2 separate regions of the Bos taurus genome follow, and region 1 is linked to region 2. A link is a contact called in public Hi-C data. All regions are on one chromosome and are shown on one strand. Each heading gives the region's core, a stretch centred on a gene start, on an enhancer-like site or on the middle of the called end of the contact. The rest is flanking DNA. Distances are from core to core; before and after follow the strand shown.

Region 1 (5,766 bases), core at 654-3,153, 66 kb before region 2:
GAACACCGCTGAGTGGGGTCCTCTGACAGTGAGACCTGGAGGCCCGGGAGGGGATGAGGGGAGGAGGGAAAGGCAGCCTCTGTGCTAGCTCTCGGGGGCACCTGTTTGCTTATGGCCCTCCCCATTCCAGAGAAGATGAAAGGCATTGAATAAAGCTGGTCCTTCATCTAAGCTTTCCTGATTTGGGCATCCAATTGATACATTGAAAATACAGTAATACACACACACCCCCATACAGCGAGTCAAGGTAAACTGCTGCCATGCTTGGGATGGCATTGAACTCCCCTCCAGAGTAGCCATCAGCCTGAGACTCCAGCGGCAGGGCCAGCAAACTTGCCAGCGTTGGGAGACTTGCCAAGTGAGGCGTCTGCCAGAAGATGTGTCATGAGAATGAGCTAATTACCCAGATAATTCACACTCGGGGCGGGGCTGTCACCAGGGGGGTGGAGAGTATCCCAAGAACTCAGGGAGACGCCCCTGAAGGTGTCCCTGGGCTGCGTTCAGAGGACAGCACCCGCCTTCTCAGCGGGGCAGGTGGTCCTGCGTGTGGGGTGGGGAGGAGGCCCAGCCCTCCAGCCCTCCAGCCTCAACTTCAGCCTCGGCTCCCTCTCCTCCAGCCTCCTCTCCACGGCCTCCAGGGCCAGACCGTGGGCCGCGGAGACGAAATGGGAAGCCACCCAGTCCCCGAGAGCCAGGAAAGTCACAAGGCCTGGAGGAGGCGGCTCGGTTCATCAAACCCAAGGCGGACCCACCCCAGCGGCCCCTCCCGGGGAGGGACAGAGGCCGCGTGGCACCTCGCACTCAGGCTGTCGGCCACCCGGCCACCAGGGACAGGAGGAGCGGCCCCGCGGGGTTGGGGGGTGCCGCCAGACAGGGCGCGCCCCCCGCGGGACGCTGTCCTTGACTCTTCCCCAAGGCTCCCGCAGCCCCTCCGGCCGCGGTCGCAGGGGCTGGCCGGTGGCTCGCCCGTCCCGCCTGCCTCGGCCCGCACGCAGACTCCCGCCCGCCCGCCAGCGCTTGCCATCCCGGCTTAACAAGCGCCCCTGCAGGCCCCCTCTCGCACTTTACACGAGCCCACTCCTGCCTCCCAGACCTCGAGGCCCTCGGTCCCCGAGCCCCCTGACACCCTCAGCCACCCAGTCCTCCAGGCCGGGCCCACGCCCACCTTGGCGCAGCGGCGCGCGCACCAGCTCCGGCCGGTCCTCCGGGAAGGCGTCGCGGAGGCGCTGCCACAGGCGGCCCAGGTCGGCCAGGCTGCGGTGCAGGTAGAGCACGCTGCGGTCCGACCACTCGGTGCGGATCTCGAAGAACTCCTCCTCGTCGCCGCGCCGGCTGACAACGAGCCGGCGGATTCCGTTCACCCAGCAGCCGCGCACAAACATGTTCACGAGCGACGTGCCCTCAAACACCGCCGAGGCCATGCCGCCCGCGCATCCCCAGCCGGCAGGGGCGCGCCCGCCCGGGCCGGGGTCCACCCGCGGCCGGGGTCCGCGCGGGGTCCGTCCGGGGCCGGGAGTTGTCTGCAGCCGGGATCTATTCCGGGCCAAGGTCTGTCCGGGGTCCACCCGCGGCCGGAGTCTATCCGGGGCCGGGGTCCGTCCGAGGTCTGTCCAGAATCGGAGCGATCTGGGATTTGTCCGGGGTCCGCCAGCGGCCGGGGTCCGCGTGGGGTCCGTCCGGGGCCGGGAGCCGATTGCAGCCGGGATCTATCCCAGGCTGGGGTTCGTCCGAGGTCTGTCCAGAGTTGGAGCGATCCGGGGTTTCTCCCGGTTTCTCCGGGTTCGCCCGAGGCCGGGGACGGGCCGAGGTCCTCCCTTAACCTGTCCGGAGACCGGCTCGGTAGGGGCCCGGGGCCGGGGTCCGCGCGCTCTCCGGGGTGGCGCGGCCACAGGCTTATAAGGCGCTTCCCATCGCGGGCGGCGCGGTCCCGACGTCGAGGCCGAGGGCGCCTCCGCCGTCCCCGCCTCCGGGCGGAGGGGTGGCCTGGCCGCCGCGCCCCGCGCCGCCTCCAGAGCCCGCGCCGCTGGGGCCGCGGGTCCCCAGGCCGCGGGGCGGAGCGGAAACCCGAGCGCCGGCCCCGCCTCCGCGCCCCGCCCGCCCGCCAACCCCCTCCCCGGGCCGCCAGCCGCCGGCCAGGCCCGGAAGAGACTGAGCCGGCCCCGGGTGGCGACTGTTCTCGTCTCGTTTCTCGATCTTGGGAAACTCTCGGGTCGGGGGGCTACGTGCCCCACCCGACCTGCGGGAGTGGAAGCTGAACTTACGCGCGGCGGGGCGCACCGCTCCGGGGCCCCGGCGCCGGGACTGTCTGGCGGGTTCCCGCCGCCCGCACGTCCACCCCGGGCCGGGCCCGAGGCCGGAGCCGCCCGCCCCGCGTCCCCCGCGCATTCCAGTCGCGCCACTGCCCGGACGCAGCAGGGGACAGACGACGCGGCGGGCCCGCGCCGGCTCCCCAGGGCCCCCACCCCCGGAAGGAGAGGGAACCCGCTGCTCAGAAGCAGGCCGGGCCGGCGGTGGGAGAGGGCCCCGGGGAAGAGCGTCCCCGCCTGCGCTGGGCGCGTGCTGAGCCCAGGGCTTTCGGGAGTGGCCCCGGGGCAGCTGCCCGGGGGAGAACCTGGGGTCGCAGCCGCCCGGCTCCGCATGATGGTCCTCACTGGGAGGTAACTTCAAGCCAGAGTTCAAGACTCGGAAGTTAGTTCAGGCTTTGGAACTCAATTGCAGTGTCTTGGGCGACCTCACGTCGCCCGAGGCGGGGTGGTCAGACCCAGGGCGAGGCCCTTCAGCGCTTTGCACTTCTAGAAAGTCTAAAGAAGCTCGGCAGAAACGGTGGGCACCGAGGGCCGGTTGCCGGTCACGTGAAGCAACTTGTCCGAGGGGTGTGTCCCTCACACCTCCAACACACCCCCAACACACCCCCAACACACCCTCACACACAATCACCATCTCCAAGTTTTGCTCAGCCGGCTCCAGTGATTCGCCCATATCAGATCGTCAGCTTTCGTCCAAGTTTTCATCCAAGTTTTCATCCAAGTTTTCATCCAAGTTTATCTTTACCTCCCGTTTGCCTTGTGAGCTGGGAAGAAAAGGTGTTTTCCACAGGCTGGCGACTCCCCAAAGTGGCAGCAACCTGTCCGTGCTGGTGACTGAGGGGCTGACTGCTGAATCTTGGTGACTGATGGGCTGACCGCGGGGTCTGCAAGAGAAACCAGAGGTGGAGGTGGGGGGCGGGGCCGCTCCCCCCGCCGCTCCCCCCCCCCACCCCGCACCCCGCACCCCCGCCCCGGCAAAGCCCCACTGAGGCCTCCCGCCTCTGTGCCCCTTCCCCCTCTGCCGTGGGCATCTCTCCCACCAGCATCTCTCCAGATGCGCAGGAGCTTTTAGGAAGTCAAGTCTAGGAAGTCAAGTCAATCAGTCACATCCGACTCTTTGCGACTTCTGTAGCCAAGAGTACTGGAGTCGGGTGTCATTTTTTCTCCAGGCGATCTTCCAGACCCAGGCATCGAACCTGGGTCTCCCGCATTGCGGGCAGATTCTTTACCCTCTGAGCCACCAGGGAAGCCCAGGAGCTTTTATGCATCCAGCCAAATCTTCCTGGGAGCAATCAGGTCTTGGTTTCCCTGTTGCCTAGGAGACCTAACTTCGTGAGGCAGCCCTTCAGCTGTGCCAGGCACTCTGGTCACTAAACAGAAGGAAGCGTTTTCCTGTCAGGGATGTTTGTTTAAAGAGACCTGGAACTAGAGAGTAAAAATAGCAACTGCCCAGAACTGACTAATCATTACAGAAATTCTGAGTAAAACAGTGAGCTGCCACTTTTTAATCCATTGTTTTGATACAGATTTTTAAAAATCTATTAAGAAAAATTATCCAAAATCTGAAAATGAGACCAGAAAAACAGTGATCCTTTCAATGTCCTATCAAAGGGTATTTTTCAAGCCCAAGGATTACTTCCTTTTCTAGTCAAATGTACTGGTGTTGGATGCTGCTATTTACTTTTAATGAAAGGCATACCAAGCTGTAGATTTGTGCACAGAAGAGATGCGAATAATTTTTGTTCCCAAAGTAAAGTTAACGTCAAAGGTTATAATGTACTGCTCTATAAGACACTGACCATTTTTCTATCTAGCGTTGCAATCTTATTTTAATATAATCTGACTCTACAAATCCATTTCCACAAATGGTCCTTGAATCAGCTTTTAATCTTATAAACATCCTCAAAAATTAATGAGGTGAATAAACCTGTGCATGCCATATTTGTAGAAAGATAAGAGAGTCATGTTTAATTTGGAAACTTATACTTGGGAAAGTCTGACAAGAACGGGAGTTTTTGCCAGGTTATGGAGAAACATGTGCCCTCCTTGAGTACTGCTTTGGGGTAGCCCATTTGGAAAGGGCTCTTTGGAAGGCAGCTTGGCAGTTGTTAAAACTGAAGACAGTGCAGTGCTCGTGATCCAACAGTTCCTCTTTTAGAGTCGATCCAGAGAAACGTTCCCACATGAGCACCGAGGGAAATGTGCAGTGTTTGTGGTGGTGAGAAAGTGGAATGAAGACCTTCCACCACATACGGTGGTAGATGCGTGTGGTAGAACACTATGCAGCCACAGAAAAGGCACTGGTCCTAAAAGTAGGACCTGTGGTTTGCTGTTTAGCCTCTTAGTTGTGTCTGACTCTGCGACCCCATGGACTGTAGCTCCCACCCCACCCCCAGGCTCTTCTCCATGGGATTCTCCAGGAAAGAATACTGGAGTGGGTTGCCATAGCCTCCTCCAGGGGATCTTCCTGACTCAGGGATCGAACCTGCCTCTCCTGCACTGGGAGGCAGATTCTTTACTGCTACGCCACCAGGGGAAGGTCTGGAAACCATGTCAATGGAAAAACTATAGGTGGAAATGGCTGATGGGTACAGCATGGTGCTATCAACAGTCACGACCAATTTTTTGGCCAACCTAATAAACAGCCGGAGTGCACCCAGCGCTTGACTCCGAGAAGTGGGATTAGGTCCTAGTGAGGTAACAGAAAAAGCCCGAGAAGAAAACCTCACTTGGACCTCATCCCACTGTCCAGAGTCAAGCGCTGGTCCAGCCCAGCCGCCAAGTCCAGTGTGTCATCTCATGGCTCACCTGAGCCCTCGGTCTGGATTTGCCTTTCCAGGTATCAAGTGAAAGTCCCTCTGTTGTGTCCAACTCTTTGCAACCCCACGAACTATACAGTCCGTGGAATTCTCCAGGCCAGAATACTGGAGTGGGTAGCCGTTCCCTTCTCCAGGGGATCTTCCCAACCCAGGGATTGAACCCAGGTCTCCCGCACTGCAGGTGGATTCTTTACCTTCTGAGCCACCAAGGAAGCCCAAGAATCGAACACGAAAATGTAAGAAGCCCACGTCTGTGAGGTCAGCTGGGTGGTAAAGGGCAGAAAGTGTGCTGTCAGACCTCCGAGGACCCGTGTTATATAAATGTCAGGAACAGGCGCAGAGGAGGTGGGGTGGTTTCAGGTTGTGAATCAGGCTGATTGGGTGGCTGGGCGCCCGGGGCTACATAATACACGTGAAGCAGGAACAAAGAGCAGCTCTCTGGGTCACCTGCTGGGCTGCCAAGGCAGCTAGAATTGCACAGGTGTGTCTGAGGAGCCCGGGTTGTAGGCAAGCGCTTGGGAAACCAGACACTTTAATCTGATTCTTAAGAGGGAAAAATGGGAGTAAAAGACTGCATGAAATTCAAGGCCTTTACCCTTGAGGGGATGATCGTTTCTCTGTTTATTTTTCTTCGGTGGCGG
Region 2 (4,951 bases), core at 1,685-4,184:
GTCTGAACTGTCTCCACAGGTTATGGAGGATATGACTATCCCTAACTGTTTACAGACCAAACCTACACGCTGTTCCTAAACCAGGCGAATACCCTGCTCCCGCAGGTGGGACATCAAATGTGCAGGCCTAGACAGGGAACGGGGCCCCTGCTCGTTGCTCGTTGCCAGCTCATTGCCAGTTGCTCTGCTGTGAGGCTCTGGGGCCGGTTGTTTGCCCGAGTTGTTGGCAAGGCAGCTTGGAGGTATTGTTTTTGTTGTATGTTTTACATATGTTACCATTTGACAATGAATTAAGGTCTACATATTTCCATTTTTTAGCCACAGTGAGCTGGAAAGGGCTATTCAGCTTTCGTTTTCCATACTGTCAAGAGAAATGTATTATCCCACTTTTGTTTCTACTGTCATCAAATGTATACCGCTCCATTTTATACCGCAGCCAACAAACATGTGTATTATTCCATTAGCAAAACAGTCTGCTGATTTTAGAATATCTAAATTCAATTATCGAGTTCTACAATTATTAATGTGATTTTCCTTAAAATATATGAGAGGGGAGAGAACTGGAAACTAGGGAGCAAAGAACTATAGATTCTTATTCTTTGGTTTGGTTCTAAAGTTCCGCACCAAGAGATGATGGAGCATTTATTTGAGAGAAAAGAACAAAAAGGAAAGAAAGAGGAGTAAGAAGACCACTCAGGCCCTGGAAGGAGCCCTGCGCCCTTTCTGCGCATTATCTTTAACTCCTTCTCTGATACGTAAATATTTCACACGGTTATAATCCAAGCGCACATACACTTCATGGACTACTTTTCCGTAAGATATTACACAGCTCTCTGTTTCAAAATAAAATACATAGTTGCCATCTTCGTGGTGGCATAATATTCCATGATCTTGATACACTGTCATGTTCTTATTGCTGGATATCTGGTTTGTATGAATCAGACTTGTCACAAGATATGACTTCTGAGAAGATCTAGAAATATTGTCAACAGATGGCTTATGAACTGACTTTGATATTACAGTGCCTCTGTTGATGATTCTGCAGCAAAAATGTAACTCAGGATTGCTCACAGGTTGGTTCGAAACATGGGTATTATATATACAAACAGAATTTACAGAGAGATACATGGAATTCAAAAAAATGACAAGAAATGAGATGTAGGTGAGACAGAAAAGGCCAGCTATACATAGAAGCCAAATGCAGCCAGATACATAAAGACTTTTCGGTCACATTACTCATCCACATGTTAGAGTTTTCATGGCCCACGAGTTTCTCTGTCTGAATCCATGATTCTATTTAATCTTGAAATACTGAGCACATCCTCCAGGTTTTATGTCTCTATACAGCTAAACTGTTTCTCAGTTTCTCTCCAAGATTTATGCTAAATCCATACCGCTAGATTAAAGCAACAGTGTCTAAAGTGAAAGGCAGGGATGGAAAGTGGAAAGTAAGGTGTTTTCCTAGTTAGAGAAAAAGACATAGAGGATCTCAGGAGTGACTTTGATTTATGGGATGGTGGATGTTTGAGAAGGTAACCTGGAGAGGAGTAGAGAAAAAGGAAGGAACTGTTTCTGTGGTCTGGGCTTTTATGAAGAGAGACTGAAAGAGCTACACGACGCCCTTGTGTTAGACACTTATGTGTTCAGACTGTGTCTTAGGTCGTAAGGGGCTGAAGTTGTGCTTTTAAAAGAACCAGGTTCCCACCCTGATCCCAGCTGAGCAACAGGGCAAATGCCATCTCCCGGGAACGTTTCAGCCGGCGGAGTGACAAGCTGCAAAAGCGTCCTCACCGACTCTGCTCTGAGAGGAGCCGAGACGAACTGCAAAAGCGTCCTCACCGACTCTGCTCCGAGAGGAGCCGACGCTTCTTTGGTTTTCTTCTCTCCCTCATGGGCCCAGCTGTGACTCCAGGCCAACCTTGAAAACTTACCCAAACTGTTACACAACAAGAGGAGCTGTCTGCTAGAAAAAAGGTCTCTGTAGATGATTTCTTCTCTCTGAGACTCACAGTGGTGGCTCGTGGGATGGTACAAAACCCAAATCCTAGTTCCAAGCAGGGCGATACCCTGTGAGGTCCCGTCAGCATCCCCTGGAGTGTATGCCTGCAGGAAAATGCAAATAGCTTATTCCTCAGTCTTATCTGCTCTGATTAAATGGTACTTATCTTCAGCCCTTGTGTGAAGGGAACTATCAAACTGTGTCACGCAGATCGATATACTTGATTATATACCAGTATCTATGTGGTCACTTCCCTGGTGGCTCAGTGGTAGAGAATCCACCTGCCACGCAGGAGAAGTGGGCTCCATCCCTGGGTCGGGAAGATCCCTGGAGAAGGAAATGGCTACCCACTCCAGTATCCTTGCTGCCAGAATCCCATGGACAGAGGAACCTGGTGGGCTATTGTCCATGGGATCGCAAAGAGTCAGACATGACTTAGTGATGAGCCCAGGTGGGACAGTGGTAAAGAATCCTCCTGCCAGTGCAGGAGACCCGAGAGACTTGAGTTCAATCCCTGGGTTGGGAAGATCCCCTGGAGAAGGAAATGGCTACCCACTCCAGTATTCTTGCCTGGAGAATGCCATGGACAGAGGAGCCTGGCGGGCCACAGTCCCTGGGGTCGCAAGAGTTGGGCACGACTTAATGACAACATACCACATTCACATATACAGACACCTGTGACCATTTCTATGTCTAATTCTGGGTGTGTTAACACACACACACACACACACACACTATATGAGCTCATACTGACACTTCCGATTTCATTCTGATCCTCCCCCTTCTCCGGGGTGGGCACCTGGGGCCGCTCTTCCTGCGGAGAAGCTGCCGTGGCCATGGGATCCAGGGAGAGGCCACACCCAGCCCGTGCAGAGGCCGGATGGACGCAACCCAGTGACCACAGGGTTCCACTCGTCTCTTGCCACACCTTCAGGATTCGCAGCACAAACACAGTGACTCACAGGTCCCGTGGTCAGGAGTCCAGGTTCAAGGAGCAGGGCAGCTGCAGGGCCTCCTCTGGCTGGAATCTGGGGTCTCCTCCGAGCTCTCCGGTACGGATGGCTGTCAGGCCCTGGGACCGTCTGGATGCAACTCTCAAGCCCCTGCAGGCCCCCTCCCTGCCACAGAGGCTGCCCCCTGACTCCAGGGCTCTGCGTGGCCAATAGGACAGCCTCTGCTCCAAATCCCCCTTGTCAGGAAGTCCTCTGTGAAAGGGCTCCCCTGCTTAGGTCAGGCCCACCCAGGGCAATCTTACTTTTCATGACCTCAAAGTCAGCTGTTTAGGGACCTGAATTACATCCATAAAATCCCTTTATCTTCACCATGTTATTTAGTGTGTTAGTTGTTCAGTCATGTCTGACTCTTTGCGACCCCGTGGACTGTAACCTGCCAGGCTCCTCTCTCTATGGGAATCTCTGGGCAAGATTACTGGAGTGGGTTGCCGTTCCCTTCCCCAGGGCATCTTCCCAACCCAGGGATCAAACCTGCATCTCCTTCTTGGCAGGCAGATTCTTTACTGCCTGAGCCAGCAGGGGAGACCTGTTAGTGTACAGGGAACTTAATGACAGGAGTCAGATTCCACTGTATTCACAAGTCTGGCCCCTGGCAACACGAAGTTATCCAGAAGCTGTGCATGGTGGGGCCAGAGAGGGAATCCTGATTCCTTGAGCTAGCCTGACCCCCTAGCTTTTTTTTTTTATGTACTTTTTAATTGTGGTATAAAGCACAGAACATAAAATGCACTGTTTTAATTCATTTTTACTTGTGTTGTGAGTTCAGGAGCATCAGGTGTGGTCATGGTGCTGGACTCCCACCCCCTCCCTCGATCCCCACAGCTCTCTCTAGCCTGTGAAACTTAACCTCCATGTAGACTGATCACCGCTGCCCCGGTCCGGCCTCCCCCGACCCCACCCCCAGCCGGGGCAGGAGCAGGGAAGCCGACAGGCTCGCCCAGTTCGCTCCTAAGCGCAGTCCTGTTGGAGCCTGCTTCCTGTCCCATTCAGCGTTGGCTGCGCATCCGGCCTGCTCTTTACAGGACCCGTGTAGCTCACCCCCTGAGCTGGGACCCTGTGTGCAGGGCAGGATACAGAGGAAGAGACGAGTCAGGGGATGGAAACAGGACGTGCCGCCCGACTCCGCGCTTCCCACAACTCTGGACGCAGTGAAACTTCCTACTCAGTCAGCAAGACAGGGCAGTCAGTCTCTTCAATTTGGGAAAGGAACCAAGCCCAGACCAAGTGAGGAACCTCGTGCCCGACATCCAAACGGGGATGGCAGCGTCTACACGTGTTAAATCACCACCCCTCATGTAGACAGCTTACATGGCAGTTATCTTCAACCCAGGACAGCTGCAAGACTCTGGAAAGGCTTTAGTGCTGCAGGAACTGCTCTCAAACTGCACAATAAAAGATCGTTCTTCAGCTTATTGGAAGCTTCCCCCTTCATGGATGTGTCATTACTGAACAGGGTGAAGAACGTGACTTTGATTCTGTTTCTTTTTTTAATTTGTATTTCTTCTGTTCTGTGTCTGACGGAAGCTGTGGGCTGTAGGTAAAACCTGCTTTTCACATCCCAAGAGTCTTAGGCCCAGCTGGGCCAGTGCAGAAGGGAATATGGTCCCACTTTCTGGGGTCTGAATGCTGTGTTTTGTACCCTGCAAGATTGCTTTAGCTCTGTTCCCGAGTCATAATTATTTCCAGACAAGATGCTGGCTTGGCCGCCAGCCGCGGCCCTGATGCAGCTTTTGAGTTTTTCAAGCAGCAAACACAGAGCTATCCTCTCGCCTTCCGTGAGTGCTTGGTAACGTGGCAAAGGGAGAACTCGTAATTTCCAGCTATGATACTGTGTTTCCAGGATAAAGTAACTTGTTGTTCAAATTCCAAAACCACATGCGTAGAAACTATCATTTTCTATGTGGACAGGAACTCTCCTCTGCAAGCAGAGTAAGGGTGA

Evidence for each region. Hi-C and Micro-C count contacts between places; a contact is called where the count stands out from the background.
Region 1: a Hi-C map of liver shows a contact between it and region 2, with 3 times the contacts expected there. The contact joins the promoter of PXDC1 here to the enhancer-like site in region 2. A contact is called at or near these places in 5 of 11 Hi-C or Micro-C datasets (8-cell embryo, blastocyst, liver and 2 more).

Annotation. Positions count from the first base shown.
Region 1 is chr23:50,212,165-50,217,930 of ARS-UCD2.0, reverse strand. It overlaps PXDC1 (PX domain containing 1), which reads right to left and starts at 1,903. Exons shown (of 5, transcript NM_001076932.1): 1 at 1,166-1,903. The coding sequence starts at 1,421.
Region 2 is chr23:50,147,779-50,152,729 of ARS-UCD2.0, reverse strand. No RefSeq gene overlaps it. Among named protein-coding and RNA genes, the nearest start is that of PRPF4B, 39 kb to the right of the region's middle. Within about 2 kb of position 2,934, at least 14 of the 102 cell types and tissues checked have an H3K27ac peak or open chromatin away from gene starts, as enhancers often do. A contact at or near this core is called in liver and skeletal muscle, where this site is marked.